Linked DNA regions of Ovis aries: regions 2 and 3 are each linked to region 1. A link is a contact called in public Hi-C data. All regions are on one chromosome and are shown on one strand. Each heading gives the region's core, a stretch centred on a gene start, on an enhancer-like site or on the middle of the called end of the contact. The rest is flanking DNA. Distances are from core to core; before and after follow the strand shown. Region 1 overlaps POC1B (POC1 centriolar protein B). Region 2 has its middle 280 kb from the start of TRNAK-UUU. Region 3 overlaps LOC105610274 (a long non-coding RNA gene).

The links. Hi-C and Micro-C count contacts between places; a contact is called where the count stands out from the background.
Region 2: a Hi-C map of blood shows a contact between it and region 1, with 8 times the contacts expected there. The contact joins two enhancer-like sites. A contact is called at or near these places in 12 of 16 Hi-C or Micro-C datasets (blood, liver, mesenteric adipose tissue and 5 more).
Region 3: a Hi-C map of mesenteric adipose tissue shows a contact between it and region 1, with 2.3 times the contacts expected there. The contact joins two enhancer-like sites. A contact is called at or near these places in 2 of 16 Hi-C or Micro-C datasets (mesenteric adipose tissue and skin fibroblasts).

Annotation. Positions count from the first base shown.
Region 1 is chr3:125,821,060-125,825,372 of ARS-UI_Ramb_v3.0, reverse strand. All of the region lies in intron 9 of POC1B (POC1 centriolar protein B), which reads left to right. Among named protein-coding and RNA genes, the nearest start is that of GALNT4, 66 kb to the left of the region's middle. Within about 2 kb of position 1,747, at least 16 of the 54 cell types and tissues checked have an H3K27ac peak or open chromatin away from gene starts, as enhancers often do.
Region 2 is chr3:125,368,343-125,372,655 of ARS-UI_Ramb_v3.0, reverse strand. No RefSeq gene overlaps it. Among named protein-coding and RNA genes, the nearest start is that of TRNAK-UUU, 280 kb to the left of the region's middle. Within about 2 kb of position 2,570, at least 5 of the 54 cell types and tissues checked have an H3K27ac peak or open chromatin away from gene starts, as enhancers often do.
Region 3 is chr3:125,500,659-125,504,971 of ARS-UI_Ramb_v3.0, reverse strand. The region is part of intron 1 of LOC105610274 (a long non-coding RNA gene); the gene reads left to right. Among named protein-coding and RNA genes, the nearest start is that of TRNAK-UUU, 150 kb to the left of the region's middle. Within about 2 kb of position 2,136, at least 12 of the 54 cell types and tissues checked have an H3K27ac peak or open chromatin away from gene starts, as enhancers often do.

The sequences.
Region 1 (4,313 bases), core at 498-2,997:
TTTGAAGTTACCTTAATCACCACATTGCATAGCAAATTCTATATGATATTGAGCAGGAAGGAAAACTTCCTTTAACTTCAACCAAATATTTATATAAAGATATTATGTGGTAGTCTGGCCGTGATTCATAGTTGAAAACTACAAGTGATCAATTTATGACTTGGAGTCTGAGATTGAGTTTTTATTTCAACCTTCTATTAAGGTTGAAACATTGTGTCATTAATTAATGGTTAATAAAACTGACCTCCTCTACCAATTTTGTATTTCAGTTCTAGGTGTGGTATATGTATTGTTTTGTACCTCTGAAAATGTTCTTTAGAGATTATCAATAATAATAATATCTAACACATGCAACATTATTCTAATTGCCTTACATAAACTGTCATTCAGTCTTCCTAAAAACTATAAAGGAAGCACCATTTGTATTCCATGAGAAATTGAGGTCCATGTAAGTTAAACCTTAGAGCTAGCAAGCAGCAACATGAGAATTGCAACCAGTCACTCTGGTTCCATTCTGTACCTATAACTATTTTCATACAGTGCTTCAGTAGAATCGAGATTTAATTTCATCCTGTTAACAAATACTGGACCTCATAGTAGCTTTAGATTATGCAACAGTGGACAGGATGGACATGTTTCTTGCTCTTCAGAATTTTTTAGCTCATGAACGCCTCGCTGTCCAGAACCTCGGCATGGGATGGAATCTGTGAGGGCACCTGTATTAATCCTCCATCATGCATGAATCCCTTGTTCGATGATGGAAAACTCAGCCTCTCATGAGGCAGCTGATTCCCATTTCAAGGCAACTGTAGTTATTGAAGCGTTATTTCCTTTAATAAAAATGGAGAGCTAGAAGGTGCTGTTAATATTCACGGAGATTAGCTTGCAAAGAACTTAACTGTAAGTGTCACTGTCTCAGCATATTTTCTTTGTGGAGAAGACTATAAACTTTTACTTAGTGAGACTTTCCTGCTTCACTTAATGAATGTGGCAGCAACTTGTAGCACGATACAGTAAAATATTGTTGTAGGAAGAATTTCCCAGCTCGTAGAAGCTCAAGGATTTCTCTATGAGAGACGCTGATCGTTTCCATATGATTTCATCTTTTGGAGCAGTTCTTGTTTCAGATGGCAAAAGCAGATTGAATTTTTCATTGGTAAACAATTTCATATCTACACTAGGTGGCAGTAGATAAAAGAAAATAAGGTGTCTGCAGGCACTTTCTGGATAGCTAGCTCACCGTTGAAAGGAAAGCAGGTCGGCCTCAGGTTTCTTATCTTTGCCTCAACTCTGGACCCAGAGCTGACGGGAAGGAGGCTGTGCGTTCTGGTCTGTGCAATGGCCAGAAAAAACCTAGGCAAATAGATGGTCTTGTATGGTTCTGATTCCTTCTTTATTGCAGTATAGGGATTGTTGGGTGTGTACCCCTCTGCCTGTAACACAAGTGGCTGGATAAATGTAAACACTTCACAGTGTTTCCAAACTTCAGCTGTACTGATCAGACATGATACTGCTTTTGAAATCATTCCAGGCCTCTTAACCACGGGTTCAGCCCCTATTCCCACAGCCCCTGACTGCTGCAGTGTTCTCACTGTTATATCCCTACTTTATTCTGTATACTGTACGTGTTCCCGCCAGCATAATCTTTCTAACGTGCATTTTGGCCTCCAGTTCTTCTGTGCCTCCCCAGAAGCCTTCACCCCACACAATCTGACCCTTGCCACCCTCTCTGGCGGCCACCTTGTGCAACAGTTTGTGTCAGCATTCTGCCTCTATGCTCAGGGAGGCTCATAACCTCATCTCCGGCCCTCCCTCTCTGCTTTTGTTTTCGTAACTTCTCTAAAGAAGTCATCTTAAGCTCTCTCTGCTCCATGGGAGGCCTTTCTCAGTCAACAGTCCCTTCCTGAGGTTCGCCAGTACACTCACTGTTGGTAGCTTTTGATACCAAGCTCTGCTGTCTTTAGGGGGCTTCCCTTGTAGCTCAGCTGGTAAAGAATCTGGCCTGGAGAAGTCCATGGACTGTGTAGTCCATGGGGTTGCAAAGAGTCAGACACGACTGAGTGCCTTTCACTTCACTTCACTTCTGCTATCTTTGTTGCCCTTTGTTTACTTCTTTATATTCATAATGTTCAGTGTAAATAGTGACCTTGTGGTTTCTTTCCTTTTTTTTTTTCCAAATTCTGAAATAATCTTCCTCCAAAGTAGTCACCACTCTATTATTCCCTTGCTTTTCTTTTAAATTTTACTATATATGTTTGAATCAATGATTAGATATTATTTCATTTTGGATAGCTCTAAACTTTATATAATGGAATCATACTGTGTATATTTTTATATAACCTGCTTTTTTATTTAACATTAAGATCCTGAGATTTGTTTGTATGGATTCTGAATTCATGCTTCCACATGTTGTTATGCGTAGTTGTATTTCATTCATTTTCACTGCTATATAAGATTCCAATGAATCTAAGACAGTAATTCCCATGATTATGTATCTGTTCTACTGTTGATAAACACTGGGGGATTTCTGATTGTGGTTTGTTTCTTGAATTTATTTATTGTATTGACAATTGATTTACAATGTAGTGTTAGTTTCTCCAAGATGGTGGTTCTTGTTTTTGCCATCACAAAAAATGCTCTATGAACAGAGTCAGCACATCACTGAGCTTTCTAGCTTTTGTAATCTGATAGGTAATAAGTGGGATTTTGCTTTACTCTTCCCTTTTCTAATTACTACTAATGTTTCTGAAAATCTCTTCATAGTCTAGATAGCTGTTAGGCTTCCTGTGATGTTTTCTTAGGACTTCTGTTCTTTTCACATTGATTTGTAGGTTTTTCCTATATATTTTATTTTTATTTTCGGGGTTTTTTCCTATATATTTTAGATATTTGTCCTTTTCCAGTTCCAAACATACCATCTCCTCCTGTTCATTATCTGATTGTTAACTTTATGGTATCCATTGTGAAACAGAAATGCTTAATATTGGTGTGAACAGGATGGACCCGTTTTTAATTTTTTCGGCCTTATGGCTTTACTTTTGCAGCTTTAGCTTAAGATATCCTTCTCTACCCCATGTCAGAAAGATATTTTTACACATTTACTCCTATTAACTTTGTAGTTTTAACATGCCATTTAGGTTTATAAATTATCTGCTGTCCATCTTTTATGTAGTGTTAGGGATCTATTTAGTGAGCCTGCTTCTCAGGTACAAGTCATCCTTCCTCTACCAATTTGTGGCACCATTTTTATTTTGTATTTGTTTTCCATTTATACAGGGCTTTGCTTCTGAGCTGTTTATGGTATAACTTTCAATAATCTTCTCTAATATCTTTACATGAATTTTATTTTTCCATAAAGGTCTCATGCATCTTGGTTTTTCTCTGATGTATTTTTAAATTTTTATAGTGTTATAAATTATGATTTTTAAAAATTTGCATTTTCTGTGTACTAAAATGCAGACATGTCATTGATTTTATATATCAATTTTGGATCTAGTAAACTCTTGTTAGTTTTAATGATTTAGTGGTAGATTCTTTTGTGATTTCTTTGTAGATAATTATATATGAATAACGAATTTTATTTCTTCTGTTTCCAATTCCTACATCTTAATGCTTTTATTTCCTTTTCTTGTCTTACTGAACTGGCTAGGATTTTTTTCTGCATCTTTTAAGGTGGGTCATTTATTTTATTTTTAATAGCCTTTCCTAGGTGAATCCCATTGATTTTCAAATGTAAAAGCAACTTTTTATTCCTGGGATAAATTCAACTTGGTCACAATGATCTTTTCTTATATACTGATAGATTTGATAGGCTAATATTTAAAAATTTTCTATCCATGCTAATATACAAATATATTTTAGAATATATTAGGAAATACCCTCTAGACTGTTACAAATGACATCCAATTTCTTATGGTATAAAAATCTAATATTAGCCTTTTTAATGTACATATGCAGATTAATCCAAAGCTTGATGTAATCGATTTGCAGACCTCCACTCCCCCTGTTGTGGACATCCTTTCTTTTGATTCTACCACAGTAAGTTTCCTTTGGCATTTAAGTGGTATTTAATTGTTTGGCATGATCCATTTTCCTTAAAAAGTATGTGGGAGAAAAGATTATAAAATTGACTAAGTAGCCTAACAGTTTAGAAAAAAACCTTATATGAAAAGTCAACTTACAATGTGTCTAAATTGCCACCAGGGGGAGCAGTACCAGTTTCCAGAAAAGTAGTTTGAGGACACTGAGGGCAGGAGAATCCATGCTGTCTCATCTCCTGTTAAGGTAGTCCATGTGACATTTCACATGCTCTT
Region 2 (4,313 bases), core at 1,321-3,820, 450 kb after region 1:
AAACATGAACGAAATTGTACCATTTGCAGAGACATGGATGAACTTTGATACGATCATATAGAGTGAAGTATGTCAGAAAGAGAAAAACAAACATCATATATTAACACACATAGGTGGAATCTAGAAAAATGGTATGGATGAACCTATTTGCAAAGCAGAAATAGACACAAATGTAGACCACAAACCTATAGAGACCAAGGGGGGAAGGAGGGGCTGGGATGAATTGGGAGATTGGGATCGACATATACACCTACAATACAATGTATAACACAGATAACTAATGACAACCTACTACTTTATAGCGCAGGGAACTCTACTCAATGCTTTGTGTGACGGAGGGGATATATGTGTACATATAGCTGATCCACTTTGCTGTACAGCAGAAACTAACAACAGCATTGTAAAGCAGCTAAACTCTAATAAAGAAAAAAGAGAGAGAGCACTTGACACCCTAGGTATAATACGCACTCGCTGTGTGACATACTCTGTCTCAGTAGCTTGGGTCTATTGAATCGTTTAATCCCTATAACAAGCCTATGAGATAAGACACCATTTTTCTTTTTAAAATATATTTTTATTGAAAAAAATATACATATACATGACACACATAAATCCTAGGTGTACATGTCCATGAACTTTCATACATGGAACATGCTTATACAACTGAAACTCAGATCAGGACACAGAGCGTTGGTAGCACCCCAGAGACACGCCCCATCCCCAGTCACTATCCTCCTCCTCCCCGAAGCTATCACTGCCTGACTTGTCAGTACAGATTAGTGCTGCCTGGTTTTGAACTTTATATAAGTGGAATCACAGGGCACATACTCTTTTGTATCTGGTCTCTTTTGGTACAATGTTATATTTTTGAGCTTTGTCCACGTTGCTGGTTGTAGCAGTAGTTTATTCATTTTCATTGGTGTCATTACTCCGTTGCATGATTAGACTGCAGTTTATTTATACACTTTAACAGTGAAGAAAATGTGGTTGTTTATAATGAATAGTGGTACTAGTTCTATCTAACAATTTGTATGTGTCTAACTATATATGTATATATGTGTATATATATGCCCAGAAACAGAAATCAGCATATTTGTTTAGACATGTGTGTATATATACACATATCCTGCCAAACCATTGTTTCTAGGGATTTTGCCCATTATACTCAGCATGAGGAGAGCCATCTCTCATTCGTTAGCACAAAGTCTGACATTCTTTCCCACCCAACCAGCCTAACATGCATAGGCTATGTTATCACAGCCACCCTTTGGCCACTTCTTGGATCAAGATTTGCACACACCAGCAGTGTGGCCTGCCTTTGGAAAATGAGCTTAGGGAAGAGGCCTAATTCAGGCCCAATTCTGGAGTCCTGGGTGTCTAGACTATTGTCCAGGGAGGAGGGGATATAGGTTCTGAGTGGTCATGTTCTTGGGCTCCTCACTCCACGGGATGGAGCAGGGTCAGGGTGGGCCCCCCTTGACTGGTCTGAGGACAGTATTACACTTAGTTGCCATGTATGAGACTCCTAGTTTGTTTCACTTCTTTGTAAAGACTTGATCTCCTTAGTCTTTATTTTAGCCCTTCTGGTGGGTAAGTAGTGGTATCTCATTGTGTGCTGAACTGATAATCAATGAGGCAATGAGGTACAGTGTTTTCTTTTTGTATTTTTTACCATTTGGATACGCTCTGTTGTGAAGTGTCTGTTCAATGATTTCCCACAATTTTCTAACAGGTCACTATTATCATCCCCATTTTACAATGGGGAATTGGGAGCATAAATAAGACAAATAACTTTTCCAATAACTAGAAGTAGAAACAGAGCTAGGATTTGAATCCAGGATGTCTGACTTCACAGCCCACTCTCCTAATTCACTCAAATAGACAAGAAAACCAAACTGGTCTTTTGCGTCTGCTATGACTCACTGATATACAGCTTGAGCTCCCCCTAGCGGAGGAAAAGAGTTGTACTCAAGATTCCCAAGTGGGGGCTACCTAAAGAAAGGTAAAATGACCACCCGCTTGCGGCTGCTAAGTCGCTTCAGTCGTGTCCGACTCTGTGCGACCCCATAGACGGCAGCCCACCAGGCTCCCCCCCAACCCTGGAATTCTCCAGGCAAGAACACTGGAGCGGGCTGACCACCAGCTTGATGGCTTAAAAAAGCACACAGTTATTCTCTCGCAGTTCTGGGGGTCAGAAGTACAAAATGGACTTCTAAGGGTGAAGCCAAGGTTCTCTTTTTGGAGGCTTTGGAGAGGGTCCCTTTCCTTGCCTTTTCACCCTCTGCCTTACTGCATTCCTTGGCCCATGGTCCTTTATTCCATCCTCAAGGAATCTTTAAATCTCTCTCTGCTTCTTCACATCAGCTTCTCCAACACAGTCAAATCCCTTTATTCCTCCCTCTTATAAGGATTTATGGTTGCATTTGGCCCAGGATAATCTAGGACACCCTTTATATCTCAAGATCCTTACTTCAACCACCTCTACAAAGGTGCTTTTCCCACATAAGAGTAATATTCCCAGTTCCCTGGATTAGGATCTGGGTATCTTTGGGGGCCATTATCAGCCTACCACACCCTTCTGCCGTTTTGAGTCAATATGTGTATGTCATGTGTTTCCTCTGCAAAGATTTGTTCTTGGAAATAAGCTGATTCATCACCTGATTCACTTATACTGAATATCAGCCAAACCATTGAGAACATTTCTGCTCAGAAATGTCTGCCTTTGTGGTTCCCATGAACCTCTTACTTCCTTAAGATCTGTTAGAGTGTTCTAGGCAGGAACCAAGAATGGCTAGCATTTATGTTTTAGTTCAGATATAAATTCTTTAGATGATTCATGGGGTTTCGTACCATGAAATCATCTTTCTAAGAAGCTTCCTTTTCTCAGAACCTGATACACTTTCAAGTTTTCTATGTTAAAAAATAGCTTTCTGTACCACTTCTGCTTTGCACATGTAGCGAATCCTGGTCAGGAGTGACAGGAAGCTCACTTTCGTGCGAGCGCTGGCTGCCCCGGGACACCTGCTGTGCTAGTAATGAACATGAGATGCCTAACATGTGTTGTCCTTCCCCACCACCGGACCCCAGTTGCCAGGTGGAGGGCTCAGCTGCCCTCAGTCCCAGGATCTTCATAGCTTTATCCAGAGGCTGGGAGTTTCCACGCATCCTGCTTTTCTTCTTCCACATGATTCACGTTGTGTGAGGCTTTAACTCGGGGTCCCCAGGAGAACATTTTTATTCTGTAGCCATTTGTTGTCCATTTATTCGTCACTGTTTGCCAAGTGCCTACTATGTACATGTCAGCCTGCTGGATGCTGGCAAATTAAGGATGAGTAATGCACAGACCCTGCCCTCAGGATATCAAGCTGCTTAGTCACAATATGATAATCCTGCATATTAGTCCTTTCAACGGCAAGTGATGGGAATGAAATTCACACTCACTTAAACATGAAAGAAGATGTCCTGATTTACATTATGGAAAAGTCCAGGGATGGTACTGTGTATCAGTCTGGGTCCAAAGTGAGAAGAGTTCAATCAATCAAAAATGTGTGTGTGTGTGTGTGTGTGTGTGTGTGTGCAAAATCACACTAAAGGGCTTATTACAGGAATTGTACTGTGCTATGCTTAGTCACTCAGTCATGTCCAACTCCTTGTGACCCCATGGACTGTAGCCCAACAGGCTCCACTGTCCATGGGGATTCTCCGGGCAAGAATACTGGAAAGGGTTGCCATGCTCTCCTCTAAGGGATCTTCCCAACCCAGGAATTGAATCCAGGTCTCCTGCACTGCAGGCGGATTCTTTACCATCTGAGCCATGAGGGAAGCCCTATTGTAAGAATTTGACCTATGCAATTGTAGAGGCTGGTTAACCAGTTTCTGTAAGGCGGTCTTCATCTCAGATCCTGGAGCGTGAAGATCTCCGAGCTAGCTATAAGGAAGCTAGATGTGAAGTGGGAAGGACCGAGAACAAACTGGCACTCCTGCACGTAACCTATGCGGTCGGATGGGAACCTCCGTCAGCCTCTCATCACCTCCCGTCCACATGGGACTCCTGTGGTCCACGAGTCAGGAAAACTGCAGGGAAGTCTGAGGGAAGGCGGAGTTGATGGGAACCTGGCTGCCACCTCACAAACACAAAGGCAGGTCACCCAGCAGCACAGTACACGTGTGAGGGGCAGTATCCAGCCCCTTCCCCAGCTGGCTCAGACATCAGAACGACACGGCTGCCTTCATGCCTATCTTCCGAATCCCACACAGAACATCTTTACCACTAGTGGTGCCTGCGAAGCACATTTTAACTACAGGCACCAGGT
Region 3 (4,313 bases), core at 887-3,386, 320 kb after region 1:
ATGTATTAACACACCACCTCCTTTTTCTTACCTGTTTTGTTTAGCCATTGTAAGCACAGTCATCTCTTTCATTAGGCTCAGACCATATATATTTGTTTAACAATTAGATCTACAATTCCGCTCCAGAAACCTCCGTCAAAACCCAAACCGTTTTTCTTCCTGTAGAGATGGAGGTAGAGGAGAGAAACGGGGACAGGAGGAAACAAAATTTTCTTGGCTCATCCAAGGAAAGTCAGGTTGACTTGGGGATAGATTATAAAGACTCCAGTCCTGTGTTGGCTGGGGGAGAGCCAGGAACTGCGGTGTCCCTACCTCAAGGACACTTGTATCAACTTTTGACCTACAAATGAAGTTAATTTCCTCTATCTGTGTGACTGAAATTCCATTTTAGGATTCCATTAGCCCCAAATATTCCATCACCTATACCCACATCAATGGTTTATTGGTGTGGAATTTTTTTTACGGGTCTCAGCAGAAACTGATAGTAGGAGCTCTGTGGCACTCATAAGGTTTCTGCAGTCATGCACATTTCAAAAGGAAGGGACATGGAGGAAAAGGCAGCCATGGAAATTTGTTATTTGGAAACTGACTCTCTGAGAAAAATAGAAATGAACTTTTAAAATGAAATAATGGCAAAGCAAAATATTAAGGCATAATAGGTAGCCTTGGCTATCTCTGTGACCGTGAATCCTTTTTCTTGGAGATTGTCATATCTGATGCCAGACACACAAATGTTTTGCACTTACTCAGCAGTTAAAGGTAAGAGGTTGTGAAACTCTAAATGAGCTAGGGAAAAAAAAAAAAGAGGCAAAGGGCTGAGTTTGAGTGAGTGAAGGAAGATAAATCAGTTGAGATTGCATGTTGATGACACTCACCAGGGTTGCTCAACAGTAATATCTGACGAACAGCAAGAGAAAAAGGAAACATTTTGGCAGAGTCAGCCACCCTCAGCATCTCTCTTCAAAACCCTACTAAGAAATCCCCACTGCTGGATGAGTTATTTCCTCTTTCTGCTGTAGGAGTACAATGGGAAAAAAATAGACCCTAGAGCTGAAAGACTGAGGTTAGGAAATAGTACCATGAGTAATAACAAAATAATGAATTGGACCTGGAGGTATGGATCTTCCATCTAAAGGCTTGAATTTAGTCAGGTTCATTCTGGTACAGTGGATATTTTGCCTGACTCTTTAGGCTGTTTCGTATGGTCTTTTGTTTATAGCTATTTTTGGTTTTGTTCATTCCTTCATCTTGCCTGGAATCCAGTGGAATTGCACCTCCTCCTCTTTCTTCTTTGTCCCTGTCAAATCCACTCTCACATTCCTATGCTTTCTTTAAAAATCTAACTTAAATCCATCTTTCTTCCAAGAAAACTCAGCTCTCCCAGCCCAACTTTCACTTTTTTCTCCTTTCTCCTCCAAATATTGTTAGCCCTTTATTAAACTGGTCACAGTGTCCTTTTTCACATGAGTTACTTGTATATTTTCTGTTGTCTTTATTGAATTGAAGTCTCCAGAGGGCAAAAGTTTTGCCATGAACAACCTTATTTTTCCTATAATATTGACTCAGTGATATGAGCAATATAAAAAGCCAATATAACATGTCAATGCTTATTACAAAGTATAAACTAACTCTTAATAACTTTAACAGAGATACAAGATCCTAGACAAAATTTCTGTAACTTTCTTAAAGTTAAATTTAATTAACCTCTATCATCTTTTTTTTGGCTACACAATTTGTAAGATTTCAGTTCCCCAACTGGAGATCGAACCTGTGTCCTTGGCAGTGAAAGCTCATGGAGTCCTAACCTCAAGGAATCCCCAACCTCTGTCTTCTTTTGCTTTGCTGTGTAGAACGCTAGTGGAAGAGACAAGGTTATTTATTTTTTGGAAAAAAATTTTGGAAATGCTATGTTTATTTCAGAATCTTTTGATTAAAAAGGAAAAAAGAAAAAGAAAGTGATCTACCTGGCTTTGAGTTCCTTGGAGGCACAAGGCCATGGGGTTGTCTTGCTGGCTTCATATTAGGGCTGTGGGAGATTCTAGAATTTTTAAATTTTTTTCCCCCTTTCGTGGCGAAATCTTTTGAACAGAACTTTGTGTTGTAAAAAAGAAACAGAACGCCCATCACTAGATCCTATGGTTTTCTCTCTTCCTTTTCCCACCCAAATCTCTCAAAGGTGTTGTTTATGGCTATTGGCTACACTTTTGAGATATGCCTTCATTTCCTAACTGCTTGCAGTTAACCGACTTTGATCTTCATCACACTCCTAAAACAGTTCTCCAAAAGGTCAGTTGTGACTTCCTTTTTGTCAGAATATCTCAGCAGCATTTGCTGTTGATGACCTCCTCTTTGTGACACTCTGTTGCCTTGCCTTTGACATATTTTCTTTCCTAGATTTTCTTCTAGGGGGAGGGAAAAATTAATTTGTTAAACACACACGTTCCTCAGGTACTTCCTACACATCACTATATTTGAGCTTCATGACAACTCTCTGGGGCAGGAGGCACTCTTGCATGCTGTCACTTGAGGAGAGATATTTTTGTTTTGTCCCATTGGCCAGTTGTCACTTGGGGGTGGGGTAGGGTGGGAGTAGGTCTCCTGTGCCTGAGCTGGTTACAAGTTCCTTGAGAGTGAAATCCACACCCTCCACTTCTTCTCTGTCTCACAGTGTCTGACACAGCAAATATTCTCAGGGTTTAATAAATATTTGTTGACCAATTACAGATCAACAAATATTTATAGAAAGAGCTCAGACGTTGAGGATGAAGAGGAACTAACTCTAAAACTGACCAGTTTTTGCTAAATATTTGTTTTTCCAAGGGCTAGAAGAGACCTCCTTTCATAAGACATCTTCAGAAATACAGCAATACCCCCAAAACCTCACTCATGAAAAGATCACGTCTGACACGAAGATTAGAAAAAGATTAGCAACAGTCACATGTTGCCCAGAGTGGGTTTCCTTCCAACCGCAAGAGAACCTCTCAGCCTGGAGCGATTGAAGCCGGAGGTTTCTGGATTAGATCAGGATGATTATACTTATTATCTGCTCTGGGCAGCTTTGTCCAGCTTCTGAGTCAGATGCAGTGAATTTGTACTTTCTGTCTGATACGCTGATATCTTATCCCTCGTTTCCACGTGAGACCGGGCCGGGCCTGGTGAAACGGGAGGGGATGGGGGTGGTGCTGGCCGAGATGGGCCGCGTCACCCTCTCCATTTCCTCTTACGCTCCCTCCATGCCTTTCAGTTCCTCATTTCCCACCAGGTGCCCGAGGGCTTATGCTTCCCCGTGATCTTCTTTGTCATGGGGGAAGTGGTGGGAACCAACAGATTTTTGAAAGTGTGCCTACTCCGAAGCTTGCGCATAACCGGGCAGTCAGCGTCCTTGTTTCGTTTGCAGTCTCTTGGCAACGCCATGAAGTCGCTGTTACGAATTTTATAGCAGAGAGGTTGAAACTGAGGCTTTGAAAGGAGAGGAAGCTTGTCCAAATTCTACAGCTTGTATATACAAATATGGAATTTAAAGTTCAGCTTGTTAGACTTCAAAACATCTGGGTTTCTTGTATCGTTCAAGGTTACCTCCTATGAAGGAGAGGGATGATGGAAACTTGTTTCCCATGGAAGGCTTTGTAGCTTACCGTACACAGAGACCAGTGATTTTCCTACAGCGCCCCAGCAAATGTGCCATGCTCAGAGGACCAGGGCACGTGAAGTGGAGGAGGCTGTGCTTTCTCTCTGGGCAGGATCTTCTCATCCTTCTCTGTGCTTCCTAGCACTGCTCCTGACCTCTTCAACGAAGCATTCTTAGGCATTTGAGGTCAATAACCTGGAGTTGAACATTTAGAGACCCTTTTATTTGATGGGTGTTCTTTCATTAGTCCTGGGAAAGTGAATTGAGTGTACTAGGCCCTTCTTTTTAATGAAAGAAAACGCTTCGGTTAGAATAAAAGGCAAAACCCTTCCATCAGCACTAAGTTAATTGACCGTGGCAGTGTGTGCGCAACATTCAGATGAAGCCCTCTGCACAGGTTGATGCCGGAGTGCTCACCTGTGACTTGATGGCTAATGCAGCCTCACAGGATTCTAGAAGCTTCTTCAGGGCAAAGGTCATGGCTGGAACAGTGAATGGGTCTTCATTATGCTAGGAGTGAACATCCAAGGAATGAATATGTATAATGCTCCTGAAAATGAATCCGCTTACCCTTCAATTTTTTGATAATTAAAAAAACCCATGGATTGGGTGGCCTGTGTCTTCAAAGGGAAATTAAATCTCATTTTGATAATTTCTTTATTCTTATGTACAGTTAAATAAATTT